Linked DNA regions of Ovis aries: region 2 is linked to region 1. The links are chromatin contacts, called in public Hi-C maps. All regions are on one chromosome and are shown on one strand. Each heading gives the region's core, a stretch centred on a gene start, on an enhancer-like site or on the middle of the called end of the contact. The rest is flanking DNA. Distances are from core to core; before and after follow the strand shown. Region 1 overlaps LOC132657451 (a long non-coding RNA gene). Region 2 holds the start of PRELP (proline and arginine rich end leucine rich repeat protein).

The links. A called contact is a pair of places that touch in the nucleus more often than the background predicts.
Region 2: a Hi-C map of liver shows a contact between it and region 1, with 4 times the contacts expected there. The contact joins the promoter of PRELP here to the enhancer-like site in region 1. A contact is called at or near these places in 4 of 16 Hi-C or Micro-C datasets (blood, liver and tail adipose tissue).

Annotation. Positions count from the first base shown.
Region 1 is chr12:847,544-850,352 of ARS-UI_Ramb_v3.0, reverse strand. It overlaps LOC132657451 (a long non-coding RNA gene), which reads left to right. Exons shown (of 2, transcript XR_009595655.1): 2 at 1-2,809. Among named protein-coding and RNA genes, the nearest start is that of BTG2, 34 kb to the left of the region's middle. Within about 2 kb of position 1,397, at least 3 of the 54 cell types and tissues checked have an H3K27ac peak or open chromatin away from gene starts, as enhancers often do. A contact at or near this core is called in liver, where this site is marked.
Region 2 is chr12:1,036,959-1,039,767 of ARS-UI_Ramb_v3.0, reverse strand. It overlaps PRELP (proline and arginine rich end leucine rich repeat protein), which reads right to left and starts at 1,414. Exons shown (of 2, transcript XM_060395985.1): 1 at 1,270-1,414.

The DNA.
Region 1 (2,809 bases), core at 148-2,647:
CTGACTCGATGGACATGGGTTTGAGTAAACTTCAAGAGTTGGTAATGGACAGGGAAGCCTGGAGTGCTGTAGTCCATGGGGTAGCAAAGAGTCAGACATGACTGAGCAACTGAACTGATGCCAGGAAATCGCTTGCATGCACATCATTAAATTTTCACATAAGTGGAATTCTCAGGTGGCTCAGTGGTAAAGAATCCTCCTGCCAATCCAGGAGATGTGGGTTTGGTCCTTGGTCCTGCAGGATCCCCTGAAGAAGGAAATGGCAACCCACTCCCATGTTGTTGCCTGGAAAAGAGGAGTCTGGTGGGCTACGGTGAATGGAGTCTCAAAAGAGTCAGACACGACCTAATGACTAAATAACAAAAACAGCAACCTTACAGATTAGGAGATTGGCAGAGAGGCTAAGCAACTGGAAAAATCCTGTGACTAGCAGGTGGTGGAGCTGGTGTTTCAATCCAACCTTCCACCAAAAGCAGGCCCCGAGCCCTTAGCCGCTGTAAACATCCCATCCATCCACTCACTAGCTCTCCAGTACACATCTACTCTGCTGCAGGCACTGGCCCAGATGTTGAGGAGGCAGAAATGAGTAAGAGAGTTTTTGACCTTGGAGAGGTCATATGGGAGGAAGAGACAGATATGAATAGAAATACAACAGTGAGGTACGAGGGCAGAGTCCTAAACCCTCAGAGGAATGCGCAACTATGTCCCTGGGGACAGTGTGAGCTGGATTTGGAGACCAGGTAGGACTCTGCCAGGAGAATAAGGGATGGAAAACCTTTCCGGGCTGGGGGAACCACATGTCAAGGAGAGAAGTATGAGGCAGTCTGCTGCATTCAGAAGACTGGACATACGGGATTTGGGAGAGGTTCAGGGAGCCCTGGGAAGCAGGACTGGGGCTGGAGCAGTTAGCTGGGCAGTCAGGCCTTCGGGGAAAAGCTTACCCTGAGGACAAGGGGAAATCCCTGCAGTCTTCCAGAGGGAAAAGAGGTGTTTAGGTCTGTTTTCCAAAGATCTCTCTTCACATCACAGGTGGATGCCAGGGAGAAGACAAAGTTTTCCCTGTTTCAGGAAGACGCGACTTGGGGAATCTGGTGAAACAGCGAGAACTGGCACCTGTTTCTGGGAAACAAACAGTGCTTTCCCACGTTTGTGCGCGTCAATAAATATGCCCAGCACTGGGCTGGTATTCATACAGGGCCGTGACAGCAGCCTGCCACACTCCCTGAGCTGCTCTGCCTCTTTCCTCCCTTCTCTTGGTGTGCCTTAGTCCCGTAGAGCGCCAAACTTCACCACCCATCAGGCAAGGCCAGTTTCTGTCTTATCACTATTTCCCTCGCACACTAAAGTGAGTATTCAAACTGCAGTACAAAGGATGTGAGTTTGGCCTAAGGAGGGAATATGAAACCGTCAGATTCAGGCTGAGTGTGGACTGACTCCTAGCGGTGAGAAGTGGGACTTTGTTTGAAAATCTGACCCACGTCCAGTAGTTCAAGAACCAACCTGGTAGTGAATGTCTGAGAAAACTCTTGTCCCATCCACATCTGTGATCCTTCAAGTTAGATCAGTGTTTAGAGACGGAGACAGAGAAATACACATGTATGTGCATATATTTTATATATATATATATATACACACACACAAACACAGGTGTATGTAAGCATGTATTATATATGTATATTTGTATCTATGGAAAGAGACAAAGACAGACACAGGAAACAGGCAGAGACAGACAGAGATAGAAGATGGGGCAATCAAATATTTTCAACCATGATAATCCTCAAGGTCCCCGTTAGGGCAGACCTGCTAAAATTGGTTCACAGAATTAACGTTGATATGCAGCGGAGTCCAGCCCGATTCCCCTTCCATATTCCTAGCTCAGAAATTGGTATCCGCTTCTCTCCCTTATTGTCAGCTCTGGAGCAAACAAAGCAAAGCAAAAAAACCCGAGTTAGAGTGAAACAGGGAAAACTCAGACTCACAGGGATTCTCAGAGCGGAGGTAGGCTCTCAGTCAGTTCAGTTCAGTCTCTCTCTCATGTCTGACTCTGCGATTACATGGACTGCAGCACGCCAGGCCTCCCTGTCCAGGGCCAACTCCCAGAGCTTGCTCAAACTCATGTCCATCAAGTCGGTGATGCCATCCAACCATCTCATCCTCTCTCATCCCCTTCTCTTACCTTCAATCTTTCCCAGCATCAGGGTCTTTTCAAATTAGTCATTTCTTCACATCATGTGGCTAAAGTATTGGAGCTTCAGCTTCAGCATCAGTCCTTCCAATGAATATTTAGGACTGATTTCCTTTAGGATTGACTGGTTGGATCTCCTTGCAGTCCAAGGGACCCTCAAGTGTCTTCTCCAGCACCACAGTTCAAAAGCATCAATTCATCAGCGTTCATCTTGCTTTATAGTCCAACTCTCACATCCATACATGACTACTGGGAAAACCATAGTTTTGACTAGACAGACCTTTGTTGGCAAAGTAATGTCTCTGCTTTTGAATATGCTGTCTAGGTTGGTCATAGCTTTTCTTCCAGGGAGCAAGCCTCTTTTAACTTCATGGCTGCAGTCACCATCCGCAGTGATTTTGGAGCCCAAGAATTCTCTCACTGTTTCCACTGTTTCCCTATGGGCTTTTCCACCCATGGGCTCTAGGTGAGTGTTCACACCATCATGGTTATCTGGGTCATGAGGATCTTTTTGCATAGTTCTTCTGTGTATTCTTGCCACCTCTTCTTAATATCTTCAGCTTCTGTTAGGGCCATGTCTGTCGTTTATTGTGCTTCTATTCTGTTCCAGGCCAAAGAATTCAG
Region 2 (2,809 bases), core at 165-2,664, 190 kb before region 1:
CCTTGCTGCCTGTCACATCCTGAAACAATAGCAGATTCTTGGGTCTTGATCCTGTGGATCTAAAGCAAAGGGTCCAGTTGTCTGTATTTCTAGTGAGCACCTCTCACCCTCCCCTGCATCCAGGTGATTTCGAAGACCAGCCGTACTTGGAGACCCTCTCCTAGGCTATGCCCTTCTTGCCTTGGGATAGCACTCTGCATAATCGAAGAGGAATGAGCTGGGCAAACGGAGAAGGTCCACCCTATTTAAAAAATTCAGTTTCCCACTTCAGTTTTCCCCTCCCTTGACTCATTAAGGAACTACGTCTTTTTTCGTCTCTCATAGGAAGCCCTTGCCAGTGTGGGATTATGTTGAAGTGGCTTTAAAGAGAATTCTTTTCTGGCTGCCTGCCGAAAACAGAAATGAATACCCCCAGTGCTGGGAATTAGTACCTCTAAGGCTTTGGAGTAGGGTTGCTTTCTTCTCTCTCTTTCCAAAAGAAAAGTGGTTTAGAGTAGTGAGGCAGGGAAAGTCAGAGCTACTGGGAATACACCGTGCAGGTTAGAAAGCTGCTTTTTTCTCTCCTCCACCCAATTAAGTTCTAAAGAATGAAGAAATCTTTCCAGCCCCTGCTGCTGCTCATCCTGTTCCTGATCTGCCTGCGTTTGGGACACATGGTTTCTTTGGCTCTGCCAGCTCGGTGGGAGGACGCACTTGCTCTTCTCTCTTAGGTGCTGTGTGCGCGCGTGCCTGCGTGTTTTCCTGCCAGGGTCTTGTCACTGTGTGCTCTAGCTCTGCATGTCAAATGCCGTCAGGACGGAGGTGAATGGACAGGACGCCTTCCCACTGTGTGTGCATTCGTGCGTGTGCATGCGAAGTGGAAGTGCAGCATCTGTGAGGCACACGTGTGTGCCCGGGACAGTGTGTGACGAAGCATCAAAGGTGCAGCAGAGTGGGTTCTAGAGTGGAGTTTCCGTGGGCACCCGATCTGTAGAAACACTGGGTGCAGCATGGCTCTGGGCTACAGCACACAGCCGTACCAAGAAAGTTTGCCTTTTGCAGCAAGCCAATCCATGGGTGCAGAATGATGAAGAGAGGGAAGAGGGTGGAGACGAAATGAGGAAGACTGATTTGAGCTCCTCTGAAAGGAGGAAAATCTGGTAGAGGACAGGAAGGAGGGGTGGAAGGAAGGAAGGCAGGCGAGGACAGAGCCTAGAGCAGTAGCCTGGCGTGGATGGGGCAGGAAGGGGCTGGCTGGAGGCCGGAGCCTTCCTCCTCCAGACGGCTTACCTGAACCACCTGCCTCTCCTCTCAGCTCGGGTTTATCTCCGGCGAGGCGAGACTGCCTCTGCTCCCCCCACCCTCAGTGGTGCTGTGGCAGCAGAGAGCCAGCCAGACGCTCTGGTCTCCCAGTGGTGTGTGCGTGCTTGTGTTTGCCTGACTCTTCCTCCACCAGATCCTACTGGGGTAGGGAGGTTAGGTTAGGGGAGGGCCAGGCTGATTGTAAGTAGGGAGGGGAAGAGGAAGGGAGGGAGGAAGGGAGGAGGGGAGAAGGGAGGAGGGAAGGGAGGGAGGGAGCTTGGGAGAGGAGGAATGACAACAATAAAGTCTTTATTTGGCAGCCAAAATCCCAAAGACTCCATCCACACACCATGCCCACTAACGGACCCGTTTTTAATAACATTTCCTTCTGCTGCTGCTGCTTCTGGGAGGGAGGTTGTTTGACCCATGTTTGGAAAACAGGCCAAATTAACAGAAGAAAAGGAATGAAAGCAACCTCTGTGCCGGCAAGAACTGGATGGCTGGGTCCAGCACCAGCGTCTTGCATTTCTCCTCCTGACAATCGCCTTGCTTCTGAGGCCCCTCACTCCTCTGCTCTTGAATTCCCAAATGTGGAGGGTGGGGATGTGTTTTCTGAGCAGTGATGGTCCTTCCCTAGGTCACCTTCCCTGGGAGGTTGCTAAGGGGATGGAGTCCTGCTCTGTGTGAGCTGGCATGGGAGATAGTTTGCTCTGAGAACCGGAGAGGGAAAAGTCAGGCCTGGGACTGCACTGCAGAATAAAGATTTTATGTGAGACCTAAAGTCACTGTCCATGTGGACAATGTCAGTGTCTTCTCTCAGCTTCCCCATGTACATCATACTCAGGAGAGATTTGGGTGCGGTATAGTCATCAAACACAGTAAATGGGGAAACCCGAATGTTCCCCGTCCATGTCTTCCCAGGAGACGCATTCAGGTGAGAACTTCCTCTAATACTTTTTCTCAGTTAAAAAACTGCAGCACACTTGCAGTTAAGTGTTAAGTAGCGACCCATCAGAACTTCCTGCCGCCTCAGCTGACGACTGAGAAAACTCGCTTGTGTTTACGTTTTCTATCATCAAGTCCATGGAGAACAGCTTCTTTGGAAGCATTGACAGGGAGAGCATTTTGCGATTCGCTGACTTCATACAGCTAGACCCTTAGTCCTTTCCAGAAAGAGATAGCTCCTCTAGAAAGGGGCTTCCCTTGTGGCTCAGATGGTGGAGAGTCACCTGCAATGTGGGAGACTCAAGCTTGATCCCCGGGTCAGGAAGATCCCCCGGAGAAGGGAGTGGCTGGCTACCCACTCCAGTATTCTTGCCTGGAGAATTCCATGGACACTTGTACTTTTCCTCCAGAAAGAGCTTCCCTTCCTTGAATCTCGGGGACACCAATTGGTGTAGCTTGACCCCAGGGGAGGTATTTATCTCTTCTTGGCATATCAAGAACAATATGAAGCGACTGCTGGGGGGGGTGGCGGAAGTCAGGCCACCGGGCTTGCTGCTGCTGTTGCACGCTCCTAGGAGGTGTG